Linked DNA regions of Mus musculus: region 1 is linked to region 2. Evidence: chromatin contacts called from public HiChIP or PLAC-seq data. All regions are on one chromosome and are shown on one strand. Each heading gives the region's core, a stretch centred on a gene start, on an enhancer-like site or on the middle of the called end of the contact. The rest is flanking DNA. Distances are from core to core; before and after follow the strand shown. Region 1 overlaps Nek7 (NIMA (never in mitosis gene a)-related expressed kinase 7). Region 2 has its middle 75 kb from the start of Atp6v1g3.

Evidence for each region. HiChIP or PLAC-seq counts read pairs in DNA pulled down with a chosen protein or histone mark.
Region 1: a contact with region 2 is called in a BATF HiChIP or PLAC-seq map of CD8 T cells, with 5 read pairs. The contact joins two enhancer-like sites. A contact is called at or near these places in 1 of 484 Hi-C or Micro-C datasets (cerebral cortex) and 4 of 115 datasets of contacts at active chromatin or transcription factors (CD8 T cells, fibro-adipogenic progenitors, memory CD8 T cells and 1 more).

What each region holds. Positions count from the first base shown.
Region 1 is chr1:138,593,590-138,597,566 of GRCm38.p6, reverse strand. All of the region lies in intron 1 of Nek7 (NIMA (never in mitosis gene a)-related expressed kinase 7), which reads left to right. Among named protein-coding and RNA genes, the nearest start is that of Nek7, 24 kb to the left of the region's middle. Within about 2 kb of position 1,271, at least 73 of the 459 cell types and tissues checked have an H3K27ac peak or open chromatin away from gene starts, as enhancers often do. A contact at or near this core is called in CD8 T cells, memory CD8 T cells and pancreatic cancer cells, where this site is marked.
Region 2 is chr1:138,346,573-138,350,716 of GRCm38.p6, reverse strand. No RefSeq gene overlaps it. Among named protein-coding and RNA genes, the nearest start is that of Atp6v1g3, 75 kb to the right of the region's middle. Within about 2 kb of position 2,031, at least 160 of the 459 cell types and tissues checked have an H3K27ac peak or open chromatin away from gene starts, as enhancers often do. A contact at or near this core is called in CD8 T cells, memory CD8 T cells and pancreatic cancer cells, where this site is marked.

The DNA.
Region 1 (3,977 bases), core at 22-2,521, 250 kb before region 2:
GAGACCTGTTTTAACTGCAGGTCCATGAGACCATGAGCACAACTGGATGAGTTTTCTTCATAACACTTTGCCCTAGGATTGGGCCGGGCTGTCCGTCTCATGCAGGATTGCACGGGAGTGTGGGAAGGGTACTGAGACAGGCCAAGGGTCTCCCAAGCCTGATAGGCTCAGGGGCCATAGAGCCAAGGCCAGAGGTCATAATCTCGTTATCACTTAACACAGTTCTTCCTTTTTTGATACATTTTCCTTGCCGATAATTATGACACTGTAACCCTCTTTAATTATTATAACCAAATTACAATTGTATAGGGAGCTAATCAGAAGCTACTGTTGTTTTTGTTTATTGAAGAATCCCGATGAGAATATGCATGAGGTTTACTCAAGAAGTTATCACTTTAATTCAGAAGAAACATTCACAGCCATGGGGAATGAATTACATCAATATAGCCATTTGCTGAAAATATTTGTGTGAATTAACAATAGGCTTATGGTGCACAGATTTTTAGTGTTGACTTACAGTAGGAAAACTGTCTGGAAAACTGTCTGAGTGATGCTTCAAATACACATGCCTACTGATGGGCTTCGTGCTGATGTAAGAGAAGTATGGGGGCGTTTGTGGAAGGGACCAGTGTTTCCATTGAGAAGATCTGTTTCTCACACTTTGCTCAGTAACTTAAAATATATGGCACTGCCTGTGTTTGCTGAGATAACTAATTATAACTTGAAAGTTTAGAGATCTGTGTTACCTTTAAATAGTTTAGGAAAAAAAAAACCTAACAAATGGAGTTAAAACTAAACATTAATTTTTTTTTCTTGTGAGGTCAACCATATGTTTAGTATGTTGTACTAAGCAAATAAAACTTTATTCTTCATGACATCTTACAGTTCAAATTAACCAATAATTTTCTTTTTCACAGAAAAAATTAACTGAGGGGGTACCTTTGGAATGAACCACACATCGCTTTGAAGGCTGTACTCTGGGTGGAAACTAAACCACATTACCTCTATATCCCAGCCTGACTCAGAATGTCAGTACACTGAAGTGGTGTGACACAAGTTATTATTCATGACAAAGTTAAAATAGGGCAGGATGTAACGACTAGAAAGGACTGGAGGCCACATTATCCAGTAGCTTTAGTTGCTACTGAGGTAACTCGGGTTCAGAGAGAATGGCCAGACATCTGACTTGATGGAGTCTCTGCTCTGTCTCAGCTCCTGCCTTCTCCCTCAACAGTGTTCCTTTGTGAGTAACACTGGGGCTGCCAAGGAGCAGAACAGCTGCAAATGTGGGGCCGGAAACTCCCAAGATTGTAGGATTCTTAGGTCTCATCCACTGCCTTGCATGAGAAATAATCACTTGACAATTTATTTTGCCCACTGACTAACCCATAATTTACATTGAGAATGTAATTTACTAACATTTAAAATGTCAGCTCTTCTGACTCATCTTCTTGCTGCCAGGGTTGGGACATTTGTTTTGAGTGTGTGCTATAAATAATTAAGTTCTAGTAAAGCAGACACTTCCTTAGAAAGGACAGTGAAGGGTAAGTGGTTGATGGAGAGAACTCATTACACTTTGTCAGTTCATCAAATGCTTTAGCATCGCTGCCTTTCTCTTCTCATGTAAACGCAATAAGCGTGCATTGAAAATGGTTTTACATGTTTAATATGCTGAGCCAAATATAGGTGGGTTGATCTCTTCTCATAGAAATAGGGTGAAATAATTAAAAGGTAAACAAGTGTGACAGGTCAGTAGAGACTGTCAGAACGATCGGCTTCTAGAAAGTTTTGTGTAATGAACAGTTTTAGCTGAAAGACTAAATCCCTGAAAAATTAGAGATACACGTAGTGAGTGATAGCTCTCATTTATGAACCTACACATCGACATACATCAACATTTCACGACCACTTAGGATTTTCCTCTTTTTAACTCTTACGCTGAGAAACAAGTAGCCCTGTTTTAGCCTGTGTATCTAGATAGAAAAGCCTGCTTTCACCTGTTAGGATGTGAAGTGGTCACATAGCACGGATGTATATGCTTAATAAAAAGGAAAAGGGAGGAGAGAGACAGATTATTTTATATAATTGCTTTCCTATTATAGACTAATTACATGGATTTGAGATCAAAATTTGAAGTTGTTTTTCTTAAATCAATCTTTTTGCCAGGCCTGGAACATTTAATTTCACTATGTATTACCAATAATTAAGTAATCTGAAAGAAGGCATTGCTGGGATTTTAAGTTTCTGCTTTGAACATTGCCCCTGTTTTCCAGATTTTAGGAACTGAAAACTGCATGTCTTCTGTCTCATGCCGACTCTCTGTTTACCGCATTCACAGACTACTTGAACAAAACATAACACAGTTGGTAACCCACAGTAGCTTATTGTGTTCCAGGAAGGCTAATTGTGGAAAAAGCACTGTGCCAGGCATTATGGGAGAGTCAGAGGGCTCTACAGCAGACGCCGCTGGTAAGGCTGTCATAATCCCTCTTGGAAGCACCATGTCACAGTCTGAAAAAGGCCTTAGTGTGGAGAGTCCATCATAGCATGGGGCAGTAGAGGAGGTGGGGGTCTTTGTCTGAAGCCCTTGTTGGACTATCGACATTTGTCCCTAGGGGCTGTTTCAGTAAGTGATATTAAGATTTCTGAAGGTCAGAAATTGGCCTTTTTTTGGTTGGACATGAGACTATTCATTCTTTTTACAATGGCTAATGTGGTGGTATTTGCAGGATGAAAACCTGCTCTCTAACTATTTGAGAACCAGTCTTGAAAACTGTTGTGGGGGGGGGGGGGGAGGAGGCTTCAACAGGTTGCTATTCCTTGGATCTCTTTTGGGTGGACGTTTTGCAAACTGCTTCATAAGGGTCTGAGTCTCAACAGCAGGACCCATTTGCTGTTTATCTCCTCAATCATTAGCATTCCTTCCTGGTCCCCAGAAGGAACTGAGTCAAGTTCTCTTGCCTGAATAAGGGCCCGTAACGCCAGGTTAAAGAATTTGGATTTTATTCTAAAGATAGTGGATAATATTGAAAGACAAAATAGTTTATGGGGAGAAAGACAGGTATGTGTGGTAGGGTAAATGCGGTCAGTGCACATGCTATATTTGAAAGAAATCTTGTTTCTGAAAGCCAGCAGCATGGAGTGAATGTCCAGCAATCAAAGGGATTCTAGAGTAGGAGTAGGAATTCTAGAACAGCTGGAGGCAGTTAGCGTGTTCATGTCCTCTTGATGTCCTTTGAGTTAGAGTGAAGAGCAGTTGATAGGTAATGATGTCCCAGACCGGTGCTGGTCACTTGGCAGGTCTCACTCTGTTCGTCTTTGAGTGCAAGGTACCATTTACAGCTGATCTTCACCAGTGTTTTTCAGGGTCACTGAGACGAAGCAGGATTAGGTAGGCTTTAGTTTTCATCCACTCCGCAAACACCTGCCTATTTACTGTGTGCCTATGGTGATGTCAGTGTTGACTCCACAGTGTTAGCATGACAAACTCTGCGTGTTTACTGGTCTAATGTCATTTGGAACCCTAACAGTGGTTCACCAGTCATGAAAAAGGAAGTTTCCTTTATTCCATTTTATCCTTAAACAGTATCACAAATGGACATCAGGGTGTAAGGATCCACCTTGGACATTGTGTATAGTGGAGGAAGCTATGCTGCTTAAAAGTTTGATGCCTACTTAATAATAGTGATTATTAAAAAGTGATTTTTTTCTGATGCCTACTTAATAAAAAGTGATTTTATAATGAGATGCCTATATGTGAGAGTTTAGGGTCAAAAATGCATTGTCACTGCTGTTTAGTATTAATATCTGACAATATTCCAAGGAGCATACCATGACTTGATTTATTGATCAGTTAGAAGTGACTAAGCCTAATATCTCACTGATTCAGGTGTCCGACCTTCTTTATAGTAATTGGTTAAGACTTTGAATGAGTGTCATCTTTTTTTTTCTTTTTTTGTTTTTTCGAGACAAGGTTT
Region 2 (4,144 bases), core at 782-3,281:
TAATATGTATTACACATGTGTGTGCCCGTGTGTGCACGTGATACTAAACTTATAGTATTTCTCACATTTTCTTCATTTATACATGTGTATGTTATGTATTATATATACATGTTCATCCATAATATGTATTACACATATGTGTGTGCCCGTGTGTGCACGTGATACTAAACTTTAAGGTTCCCAGATGCAGGAGTGATGGTGCGCTTAACAAGAGCCTCCTCCAGGAGAACGTAGTCCAGTTCCTACACTTCCTGCTTAGCGGGTGGAGGCAGGGAGCACTGTATGGCTGAGAGTATGCAGACAGATGTGCTCTGCAAACGTAGCTTTCAGGGTGCTCATTTAGCTGAAAGAACTTTTCAAGCTTCGGGGAATAAGGAGAAGCAGGCCATTGCATAGAACCACTTTCAAGTTACCGGAGAGCAGCAGGCAGAAGCAAACTGTGAGTGGTATAGCGGTATACGTCACTTTTCCATCTGAAGGCGCTCCAGGGTTTGAGTAAAGAAAATGACCTGGGCTAGAATTTATTCAGCTGAGTAAGGTGGGATAAAAGTCTGTAACAGATCTGAGGGTGTTCACTAGCTGACACCTCACCTTTAGCAAGTCTGATGAGTCTCTTGTGGTTGTTTCTGGGTTGAACTTACAAAATTTGATCTACCCAAGTGGTGTCTCTACATCTCAAATTTTATTACTCATTGCCCATATTGTCTTGGGTTTCTGTGCTTCATAGTCTATTTGATCTTTTGAGCCTATACATTTGTTTCAATCTCTCTACTGGTGGCTGAATTAAAAAAAAAAACAGAGCAGTAATACTCAATGGAAAATCCATTTTTCAGATTTGCTACAGTGCAGGAGTAGAGGGCACACGTAAGTCTAACAGGCAGCCTTTGTGATGTGTTCAGCAGGAGAGGGTTTAGGAAGTTAAAATCAGTAATTTCATAGGCACTGAGGTTATGCAACAACTGGTTAAAATCATTGCATATGATGAAGAGTTGGCATATTTATGCATTACATATGAATATATTCATTTACATATAATATTCATATAGAAATGAATATTATATATCATGTATATAAATGAATACAACCTACTCAGCCTATATAATATTACTTGTATACATATGTTTTCAGGGTCGGGCATTTGGTATTAGATAATCAATTGGTTTATTTCTTTACCTATTTTTCTTCTCTGAGACTATTTCTTTTACTCTCTCACAGAATTCCTTAGTTGTGTGTTGTGTACGGTTGAGGCCAGTAAGCCCCTGTCCCCTGAGTTAACAATACACCTTGAGGTCATATAATACTATGACTGCCATCCTACTGTGTACTTGGCCTGCTTGCTTAACTTGATTTAAGAGAACAAAAGAACACCCAACTTTATTTGCTTTGGATTTCCAATATAATCACCTTTTACAACCTACACTAGTGCATAGCTGTAATCTTAAATTATGTACTGTTCCATGCCCCTGACCCAGAGAACAGTGTGTGTGTGTGTGTTTGTGTTATGATAATCATTTGTTGAAAACAGCAAATATGTCAAAAGAGACCTTATGCTACAAATACTTGCCATAAATGTTGGAAACAGCATAGAGATATTGTTTGATACACGGTATGTTGGCAGTATTGTCTGTCACATGGCTCAGTTGAACTCTGTGATATTTTTGCTTATAAAACTTTGCTAAAGATTTCTGTAAAGTATCTCTTATACCCCCCCTCCCCCGCTCCAGTGAGAGACATGAGCCAAACACTTAGACATTAGGCAGCATACATAAACACATATCAGACAGACTAGGGACAAACCAGAAAGTAGAAGCTACCTAAGACCAATGTATTTTTCCCTGCACAAAGAGGATTTTCTTCCGGTGAGGTAAAGGTGAATGCAGAGTGTTTGCAAAATGCCCTGAGACCGTCAGAGCAATAGCACAAGGAAGTAAGTACCTATCAGATTGGGTATAATACCGTCTTCCCAGGGCAGTGACTTAGAAAGAGAGGGCTTGGGACTGTTAAAGGGGTGTGCGTGGCAGGATGTGGTCAGCTGGCTTTTGTGCTCTTTGTAGACTCTGTGAGTCAAGTGTGAGTCATGTCATGAGAAGTCTGTGTGGAATCTAACGAACAGCCCCAGGGAATGGCAGGAACCCAAAAGCAAAGCGTGTTCATGGGGGAGCTGAGTTCTACTTCTCATGGAGAAGCTAGTGAGTAAGGGCCAGAAGCCTCGCTGTGACCTGTCCTTCATCTGTACAGTGAGCAGATTAACCTCCATCAGCAGGAGGCCTGATGTGTTTGACTTTATGTAAGTGTTGGGAATCAATGAGGAAAATCTAAACAATAGTATCCAGGAGACTAAGCACAGCTCACCACACTGAGGTCCGAGCTAGCTGACTGAGGGGTGTTGACTGTTTCTGAAAAAAAAAATGGTAGTACCTGTAATTATTAACTGATTTATTTTTTTTCTCCCACTAGAGGAGACATCATCACGAAGTAGGAAGATGTAAAGCAATTAGAAATATTCTCTGGCACCGTGTCAGCAGCCCTCCTGGCTCGTCTTCTCTAATTAAATATGAAATGTTGTAAAGTGGCTCATTCTTGCAAGTTTTCTCTTTTATTTCAATGGTGTCCATACACACTAGAAGAAAGAAAAAAAAACCCATAGGCATAAGGGTTCAAATTGACCAATCTGTAGATGCTCAGAATTGAATTTGGGTGAAAACAGTTCTAAGTTTCCAATAATTCAATATATTTCTTTTAACATTAGCTAGAAATGGCCATGTAGTTCAAGATGCCAAATGCACTCAGTATGGAGGGAGGACACTGATTATTTTAATGGATTTGTTTAAAAATGTATAGTGTTTTCTGCTTATTCAGGAAAAAATCTAACGATTTCATTCACTATCAGGAAGAAAAAAAGCAATGCATATGTTATATATTTATATACCCACAATAGATCACAACCACAGAAGTAGTCAATACCATGGATGACAGCTGGACACAGCTACATAACTGGTGAAACAGAATACCCTGCAGAGTGAAGTTGCTCAGACTGGAGACTGATGCTCCTGTGTGAGAATGGCCCTTCCTCCTCCAGTAGAATTCTATTAGCTATAAAATAATTTCTGAAAAAAAATTATGTTTGAAATTTATGGAACTTAAGTTTTTAAAATTTTCCCACTTGCTTTTACATCAAAAGCAAATCATAAGCTAAATTTATTGAGGTTAGATTTTTGAATTTTGAGAGGAGAATACTGCTATGGAGTAAAATTTAGTTTTGTGTAAATCTCAAAAGTTGAGGGGTTATTTTAAAGAGCATGGCTATAAGGAGTGTTCCATGAGCAGTTTGATGGGGAATGCCCATTGCTACATATTGCAGGAGAAAGACTTTTGGAGTTAACATCTGTTTCTTCATTCAACTTTTACCTTAAAAAAAACCAACCCACTAGTTTTCAGAAGGGGAACCAGGACGCATGTGCCTGTGAATTAATGCAACTTATTCTCATCATTCGCTATTGCTGTGAATCTTCCCAAAGTAAGCGAGCATCCACAAGCGCTGAGGAAGAAGTCATAGAGTATCGAGTGTCTTTGTTTTCTTCCACCTAGCTGGAGGAAGGCTGGCAAGCTCTCAGGATCAGGCACTCCCTCAAGATTGCAAGAGCTTCCTGGCTTGATACTGGCCAGAAATAACACCACAGAATGTTTTTTTACAATTCTACTTTTGGGTAAAAACAGGAAAGGGAGAGGCAGGTTGAAATTAAATTTAAAAATAATAAGATGGATATGAGCAGAAAGAAAATATAACCTTTTCTTTTCAGTTTGGGAAAAAATAAAAACGAACTCTGATCATCCAGATTGTTCACTTACGTGCTTTTGAGTAGGGGGATTATGGAGTGCTTTAAACATGTTCCAGGATTTCTCTTTACTTTTTCCCCACACGTGGGCTACTGAGCTAAGCTGACCGTTCCTCACTCACCTCTCGGACCTGGTAGTCACTCCACTGGAAAGACTCTCTGCTGTCTCAAGTGCTCGGTCGGAGCAGGCGAGGTGCTTGCACACTAAAGGGCCTTTGCATATTCTCAGGACTGAAACAATTGTTAATATTTGTAGTTGGCTATTACATTTCCCATCCCCATCCAATCAGTGGTTACTAAACATGGAT